2 separate regions of the Sus scrofa genome follow, and region 1 is linked to region 2. Evidence: chromatin contacts called from public Hi-C data. All regions are on one chromosome and are shown on one strand. Each heading gives the region's core, a stretch centred on a gene start, on an enhancer-like site or on the middle of the called end of the contact. The rest is flanking DNA. Distances are from core to core; before and after follow the strand shown. Region 1 holds the start of ZBTB11 (zinc finger and BTB domain-containing protein 11). Region 2 holds the start of NFKBIZ (NFKB inhibitor zeta).

Region 1 (3,945 bases), core at 106-2,605, 150 kb after region 2:
GTGCAGGGGAATTTCTTTTAACTTGGCTTCTCTGCCACATACATGACTTGATTACCCAACAATTTTAATATACTTAGTTTCACAGGAAAACAGTGGTAGTGCTGACCCAGCACAATACCCTTGGAAGGGTGGATCTGGACCACCCACTCTGGGTGCCCCACCCCGTGGAGGCGGGGGAGGAATGCGTGTCTGCTTCTAATACCTCCTACCCCAACGGTAATTTGTGGAATGAGCAGCCTATGTAAACCCTAATCCTGGCAGCTGTATTTTCTGGGCCTGGCAGTTCAGGTACCAATAGCTAGAATATTAAACTGCCTTAAGTATCTCTGGCCGTTAGGAAATTCTGACACCCCCCCCTCTTTCCCCCGCCCCCGCTGCCCAAGCACGGTGCAGACTGCACTCCATTCTTTGAGCCTACTGCTTTCAACTGTGGTCTGTCTTCACTTGTATCCGTAAGGGTTAGACCCTCACCCAAGCGACTGCAGACTCCAGGATGGGATGTAAGAGGGTTGGCCCAGGGTTTTCAGGCTCCAGTTTAAGCACTAACAGCGCTCTACCCCAGTAGCTTTAAATGTCATAGGCCTGTGTCTCTAATCTGCGTTGCATATCCGACCTAGGGACGGGTTGACCAGGACCGCTCCAGGCTAAATATCTCAACTAGAATGCACATTGGAAAACGTAGGTCGAATTACCTTGGCCTTTTGTGCCTTCAATATATGTTGGGTGTAAAATGGAAAATTTTTCCTCCCAAGCTAATGTGAAAATATATGTAAATAAGCTGTAAGGAAATAGTGTTAGCTAGTCTAAGTGCCCTCACTGGTAGAAAATCATCACTGAATCAACCGATAATTCCAGGAAAACCATGCGTAGTTTTGAACCAGCTGATTCTTAGAAATTACAGTAACTCCTATAACGGAGAGACTTGGATTTTATAACACTGGAAGCTACATTTCCGTGTAAAAGGGCATTCTTTGGTCTTGTATCCCTTGACTAATACTTTACTAAGAGCCTCAAAATCTGGCGTATTTGCGTTGTCGAGGGTCTCCAAGCGTCGTCACGTAGGAAAAAAAGGCTCCTTTACATCCTAAGGTATCACCGAGGGTATAAACAACTGCCCACAAGCTCCTACACGTGCTCAGAGCATGGGAAAGAAGGGAAAAATCAAAAGGGAAATTGCCAGGACTTAAGATGTCTGCCCCAAACCACTTCTGTCTCCCCAGAAGGGCCTACCCGCTTCCAAAATGTCCGACCGCAGTCCTGACGTCACTCAGTCCGCTAGATCAATCCAGAAAGCCTCTGCACTCCAGCTCCAATCAGGGCTTAGTCCCCTCACCCACTGCCCTTGATTTGCGTCACTTCCGGTGGTGCAGCAGCCATTTTGTCAGTCGCCAGCGGATCCCGCGCGCTGGAGAAGTGCAGTTCCCCCTGGTTACCAACTCGTCGGTTCTCCCTCCGCGCTGCGGGCGCCGTCGAAGAGTATTCACCACAGACACAGTCGTAACTCCCTACAGTGCTGCCGCCGTTGTTGCATCCGCCTGGAGCCAGTGCACTGTTTTTCTCTCCTGCCATTGACAGGCGCCCTCAGGGAGCCGCCGTCAGCGATGTCAAGCGAGGAAAGCTACCAGGCCATCCTGCGCTACCTGACGAACGAGTGCGAGCCATACGCGCCGGGCACCGAGGGCAATGTTAAGCGTAAAATCCGTAAGGCAGCCGCCTGCTACGTGGTGCGCGATGGGACCTTGTACTACCAGCGACGGCAGAGGCACCGCAAGACCTTCGCCGAGCTGGAGGTAGTGCTGCAGCCCGAGCGGCGCCGGGGTCTCATCGAGGCGGCGCACCTGGGTCCAGGCGGCACTCACCACACCCAGCATCAGACCTGGCACGACTTGTCCAAGACGTATTGGTGGCGAGGTAGGACCTCGCCCGCGGCAAGGGGGAGGGCGGGCGGCTTGCTGCCTGGCTAGGCCCGCAGGTGGAGGCAGGCCTGTGTGCATCGCCAGTGTGAGGGCCCGCACTGCTCCTCTCCGGCACCACTCGCCGGTCCAGCCTGGCCTGCGCTTAGCGGCGGAGTGGCTGCCAGGCGGAGCCGAGAGGGTGGGGGACGTGAAAGGAGCCGCACTTCCCACAGGAAGGAGGCCGGGGAAGCTGGGGGGCGGGTCCTGGCTCGGGGTGGGGCGAATGGGGGCTTCCCCGGGGGCCGGCCCAGCCACGGGGAGGGGCTGGGACTCGCGGGCGGCTCCCGGCCCTCCTCTTTCGGTAGCTCGGGAGGCGGTGGCTCCTGCTCTTGGCGGAAGTTTCTCGGCGGCGGGAGGCGGGCGGCGGTTGCGGTGCTCTGTATTGTGCGTTTTGAGTTCCTGTTTGTGCCGATGGTTGGGGGAAGGGACGGTCCGCCAAGAGTCCGGAAGCTTTCTGCAGGGCGTTCCACTAGGGTCTTGGCCAGTGGTTTTGAGGTTCTGCGTGTCCACTTGCCGGGATTCCTCATAGCACGCTACTGCGGCGTAATTAAGGAATCATGCGATTTTGTGCAGAAGTGATTTGGAGTGACTACGTGGAAACAGGGTTTTTTGGCTTTTGCTGTTGTTTGAAAGTCATTTTGGGCCCTAGTTTTTAGAGCAAGGATTTAATAGCAGATATTTTGAATTCTGAATGTTATATTTTTACATAGTGTTATAAGATTTTTTTTTAGTATATATCCCGTTGATAATGTGAAGAGCGCTTTGAAAACCCTGAAACACAACACATACCTGGGAAAGATGAAGTTTCTGTGATTGGTCAAGGAGTATAGCAACGAAGTTTCTTGACTCCTTAGGAAACAAGGGAGGAGAGAAAGAAACGGCCCTTGGTTTCTTTACTGTCCTCACTCTCCACAAAATTGGTGAATGTTTATATTGTTCTCTTAAAATTAGTAATAAAAGTTTGCAGGCCCATAAAAGGTTTTGTCAGGAGGGATTCGGTCACTCTCCGTACGGCTCTGCAGGAATTAATTTATGATGTACTTATCTATAAGTAAGGAAGACTACTGAACAGCTTCCAAAAGTTCTTTTACGTGTATAAATTTGTTGGAGAGTTCTTCTTGCTTCTTAAATAGTTCTTTCGTGTTTTCAAAAGCACCCCCGCTTTATGTTGTTAAATACTTTCCCTTAGTTTATTTTATATTTTTAAACCTGTATCTGCATTAGATTTCTTTAAAGAGACACATCTGTGAAGGGTGAGGATAACATTGTTGAAGTTTTTACATGGTAGACAGTGTGTGCTGAGTACTTAGTTTATTTTCACTCATTTAATCTTCATAAAACCTGGTAAGGTAGAAACATTTATGCCTCTCTTTTACAGATGGGGAAACATTTATATCTTTTATCAGGAGCTGACCTTTGTGATTTCAGAGTCTTCTTAACCACTATTATATGGTTCTAAATGGGGTTTATTGTTCAGGATTTTCCTTCCCTAAATGGATTATCTGTGTTATCTAAACAGTATGGTTTTTTAGTGTTCAGTGTCTTAAAAGACCAAAAACCAAAAATCCCAGACTGTGTATATGTTTGTTTTAAGCAAGAGAGATAGAATTGTGGCTGTGTAGGATTTTGAAATCCTTAAGTGTCCAGAACAGCTGTTCTCTAAGTTTGGTACTGAGAAGCCCTGAGATCCTTTCAGAGAATCCCCAAAGTCAAAATTATAGTCATAATCATACCAAGGTGTTATTTGCTTTCCATTCATTGTCTCACAAATACACAGACACAGCAGAGTTTTTCAGAGGCTACATGATATGATATATGGCAATAGATGCATATATGATAAATACATTAAAAAGATTTGAAAAATGTGCTAGTTTTCTCGCTAATTTTTTTATGTTTTGGGAAATAATATTTTTCATATAAATGATATTTTCATTAACATGTAGTAAGTTTATGATGTTATTTTATGTCATTTTTGTTTTAATATTTCTTC
Region 2 (4,020 bases), core at 448-2,947:
CACTACTATGTCACAACCTCTAGAGATGAGCTGAACACCAAGTAAACACACAAAGAGTCAGGAAATGAATAATTCAGCAGCTCTGTTAAGAGTAGAAAAAAAATAAGATGGGAACAAAAACAAGGCGTAATTTGAACACATACATATCATTACATCTATGAAAGAAACAACTCCTGGATAGGGCCAATTAAACAACTAGTTAGTTTTATGTTTAAGTTTAGGTCTATCTTGCCAGACTCAAACACAGCATTTCCCAGGAATGACAACAGTTAGTAATTCAACGTCACGGGGAGAAATATTCAGTTTCAGAAATCCCCTACGGTGAACCAAAGAACTAGTAAGTTAGTTTCAGCCAGATAAAGGCCAAATGTGAAGGGAAAAAAGGTTCTAAATGTACAATTTTTGCATTTGCTACACACTTAACATAGAGGGGGCATGTTATGCAACGGAACAGCTTAAATCACTTTTTAAACTTTAAAATGAAAAATCTCATTTTAAAACAAAACACAACCAAAACAGGAGTGGCTGGCAGTGGGGAACACCTGACAGAAAATGTTCTTTAAAATCATGCTGATTAAATTTTCCAACATTTGAGATTATCTAGAAGTTCTTTGGTTTATCTACAGTGGCATTCTGTTTTCCCCCAAATTATACAACTAGGTTCATTAAGAAAAAGAAACTAACAATTCTCAGCCCAAGAAAGAAAACACTACGCCTTTCTTTGCCAGATACAGCTAAACCATTCAAAGGCACACAAAACAAGAGTGCAGAAATTCTGGGCAGACTTCAGAAAAATCACAAACTCAAGGTATAAATTGGATTTCGGCCAGTTTCATCTCATATCTTGATAATATTGGTTTCTTTTTTTTTTATAAAGTTCCTTTATTTAAAAATCCCACAAATACGTACTTCGGAAGAAATAAATCACGACCTTCGATACTGTGCTCAAACCCTTATCACCAGCTACAGCCTTTCACCAAAACAGTCAGAAGAAAAAGTTACAACTGCATCAGATCCAAAACCTCACCACAGAATGTGAATTAGAGCTTAATAAAGGTGCTTTTGGTTTTGTTTTGTTTTTAAGAAAAAACGAGAAAATCTAACGTCATCCCCTCCCCAAGTTAGAGCTGTAGGTTTCAAGCTACCGGGTCAGCTGGACGGCGCCCAGATTTCACAGACGGTCAAACGACATCGAACGGCATGAAACACCCAACGCAGGGCAAGGCATCCAGTAGTCGCCTAATAATGGCGGCTAGCGTGATTTTGAAAGCCGCTAAGGTAGACGCAGAGGCCACCCAACATCTGGCCTTGGTACTTGCATCTGGGCGGCTCAGACTCCCCTCCCTGCCGGTGGGCCGCGCGCAGGCTGGCATCCAGGGGCCTCCCCTACCCGGGCCGGTGGGTACCTTGCAGCCGCTCAGCACGCGCGCCGCCTCTCGGCCGGGACTCCACCGCCCCGCAGGAGGACACCGATGAGGCAGAGGAGAAGTCGGAGGAGTCGGAGCCAGGTGAGCCGGGCGCCGAGGGCCCAGACGACGAGCAGCTCGCGTCGCAGGCGCCGGGGGCGGCGGCGGCGGGCGGCGACGCGCTGTAGAAGTAGGCCAGGTTGAGCGGGCTGGTCATGAGACCGCAGTCGCCGGCCGCGTCCAGCAGCCCTTCTCCGCCGCGGCTGTCGTCCAGCAGCTTGTCCACGATCATGCTCCCGGGCTCGGCGCTCGGGGACCCCAGACACCTGTGCCACCGGCTCGCTGAGCGCGGCTACCTCCCGGCTCTGGCTGTGGCTGTGGCTGTGGCCGTGAAGAGCTCGGAGACCGACGCGGGTACGGGCGCGGCCCCGGGCTGCTCGACTATTTAACCGGCCTTCGCGGCCAGGGGCGGGGAGAAGGGGCCGTCGCGTCGCCAGCCTCCCCCGTCCGCGATCGGGCCATTGGCAGCGTCCCGGCCGCCTCCCGGCCCCTCCTCCGGATGCGCCCTGTTTCCAGTAAAATGTACAGGATGAAGCAATGTGTCCTCCGCCCTCACCCCGCCCGCCAGGCTCCGCCCAGACCGAAGGGCTGTTTTCTTGCCCTTCACCTGGAAACCCAGACCCCGGACCACCGAGCCCCGCCCCAGCCGCCCGCCGCCGCGAGATGCCCCGGCCCGCCTGGCCTAGGCGCCCAGAAAGGGGGCGCGCAGCACGGGCCTCATCCGCGGAGGGCGGCGCGGAGGCGGGGAGGCAACGATGGGAACAGGTCGGCCTGGTTCCACGGAGTAGGAAGTGCTAGAAGGTGCGCGCCACGCAGCGCTCCTGCCGCCCTGCCCCAAGCTTCTTGCGAGCCCAGCCAAAGTGTCTCTGGAAGGTTCTTAAAGGCCCGTCTTCCCTCAACTTAGCGTTTGGCAACGTTCCTTTTGGCCACGTCCCAGAGAGATGTTGAAGTCATTTTTCTATACTCAGTTAACGTCTGGGCAATGATTTTTTTTTTCTTTTTTGGTGCAGCCGGGAATAAAATGCGATGCCCTGTATCCCTGTCTCCTTCAATATGGGGGGGAAGCACCTTAGCAAAATGATAAGTATACATGTATGTGTCAGTATTTATATAGATGTAATTTCTTCATTTCTGCATGACTTTGTGTTGGATAAACACAGGAATTTTGCTCTTTCCTACCTTAAACATTTTAATGAAGTTAACACTTTTTTTTTTTTAATTGAATCCCTGTTACTTGTTAAAAACTTGCCTAGTAGTTAGCAGGAACAAAAGATAAATGAGTTATATCTGCCCTTTCAAGTATATTTTAATCCTCTGAGAATAAATACATACATGCTATATTAAAAGAAACTGAGTATGATTAAATATCATGAGTGATTCAAAGTTCAGCGAGTGTCCTAAAAAGAAAGACAACCTCTGGGAGAGGGAAAGATGAAGTCATGAGGAAAATCTTTGCAAAGAAGGTGTCATTGGAGATAAGATGCCACCCAAAAAGAGGGGTGGGGTTTCAGCCCAAAACATTTATAGGAGGAGGGAACAGTATTAGCAAAGAATTAAGCAAAGGGGTCAGATAAAAGCTTACAGCCCCTTTTAGGATAGTCAAAGGGAAACTGACAACATTAAAGGTAAAAAGGTAACTTGGTGCCCTTGGGTGGAGCACCTCCAGTGACAGGCTGAGACTGAGTCTCTAATAAACATTGAGTGAATGTGAAAGAATTTGAGACAGGCAAAACAATCTGGAAACAGCTCAGAGAGGTGAGACTGAGGGGCCCAGAGGCCATCAGAAACCACTGTAATATCCCAAAAGAGAACTGCCCTGACACTGGGGCAGAGGCAGTGGGAAAGAGGAAAGCAAATGGAAAGAAAAGAGGGCTGGGCAGCATTGCTAGGGCAGAATGCACAAGTCTGACCTGGTTGGAGGTGGGCACCAATGAAGGGGTACCCACTTATGCTATGGTTTGAGGCAGGATGACCATGTGAATAGTGATGCCAGCTTCAGATCACAGGGAAATTAGTGCAAGTAGATTGTTAGGGTCCCAGGAGAAAAAAGCAGGGAGGAAGAGAAGAGGGAGGCAGTGAGTTTGAATTGTTACTCAGTATTAATAGGTGGTATAACACCCCTGTGGGATTCCAAAGGAAACATTTCCTTGTTTCCTACAAGCGTGGTATTGCCATAGGAACTTCATGCTGCCTTTCCCGCCTGCCATTTTTTGGGATTTGGTCATTTTTTTTTTTTTAATAAAAAGGGGAGTTCCTATCATGGCTCAGTGGAAACGAATCTGACTAGTATCCATGAGGACGCAGCTTCCATCCCTGGCCTCACTCAGTGGGTTAAGGATTGCCCTGAGCTGTAGTATAGGTGCCAGACGCAGCTCAGATCTCACATTGCTATGGCTGTGGCATAGGCCAGCAGCTACAGCTCTGATTTGACCCTTAGCCTGGGAACTTTCAGATGCCTCAGGTGTGGCCCTAAAAAGACCAAAAAAAAAAAAAAAAAAAAAAAAAGTTCCAAATGAGATATTAGGCTTTCTCAATAAAATCTATTTGAATTTTT

What was found. Hi-C and Micro-C count contacts between places; a contact is called where the count stands out from the background.
Region 1: a Hi-C map of liver shows a contact between it and region 2, with 4 times the contacts expected there. The contact joins the promoter of ZBTB11 here to the promoter of NFKBIZ in region 2. A contact is called at or near these places in 1 of 5 promoter capture datasets (liver), 2 of 47 Hi-C or Micro-C datasets (heart right ventricle and liver) and 2 of 2 datasets of contacts at active chromatin or transcription factors (alveolar macrophages and skeletal muscle).

What each region holds. Positions count from the first base shown.
Region 1 is chr13:157,420,669-157,424,613 of Sscrofa11.1, forward strand. It overlaps ZBTB11 (zinc finger and BTB domain-containing protein 11), which reads left to right and starts at 1,356. Exons shown (of 11, transcript XM_003132695.5): 1 at 1,356-1,911. The coding sequence starts at 1,602.
Region 2 is chr13:157,270,866-157,274,885 of Sscrofa11.1, forward strand. NFKBIZ (NFKB inhibitor zeta) reads right to left here and starts at 1,698. Exons shown (of 12, transcript NM_001315599.1): 1 at 1,407-1,698. The coding sequence starts at 1,698.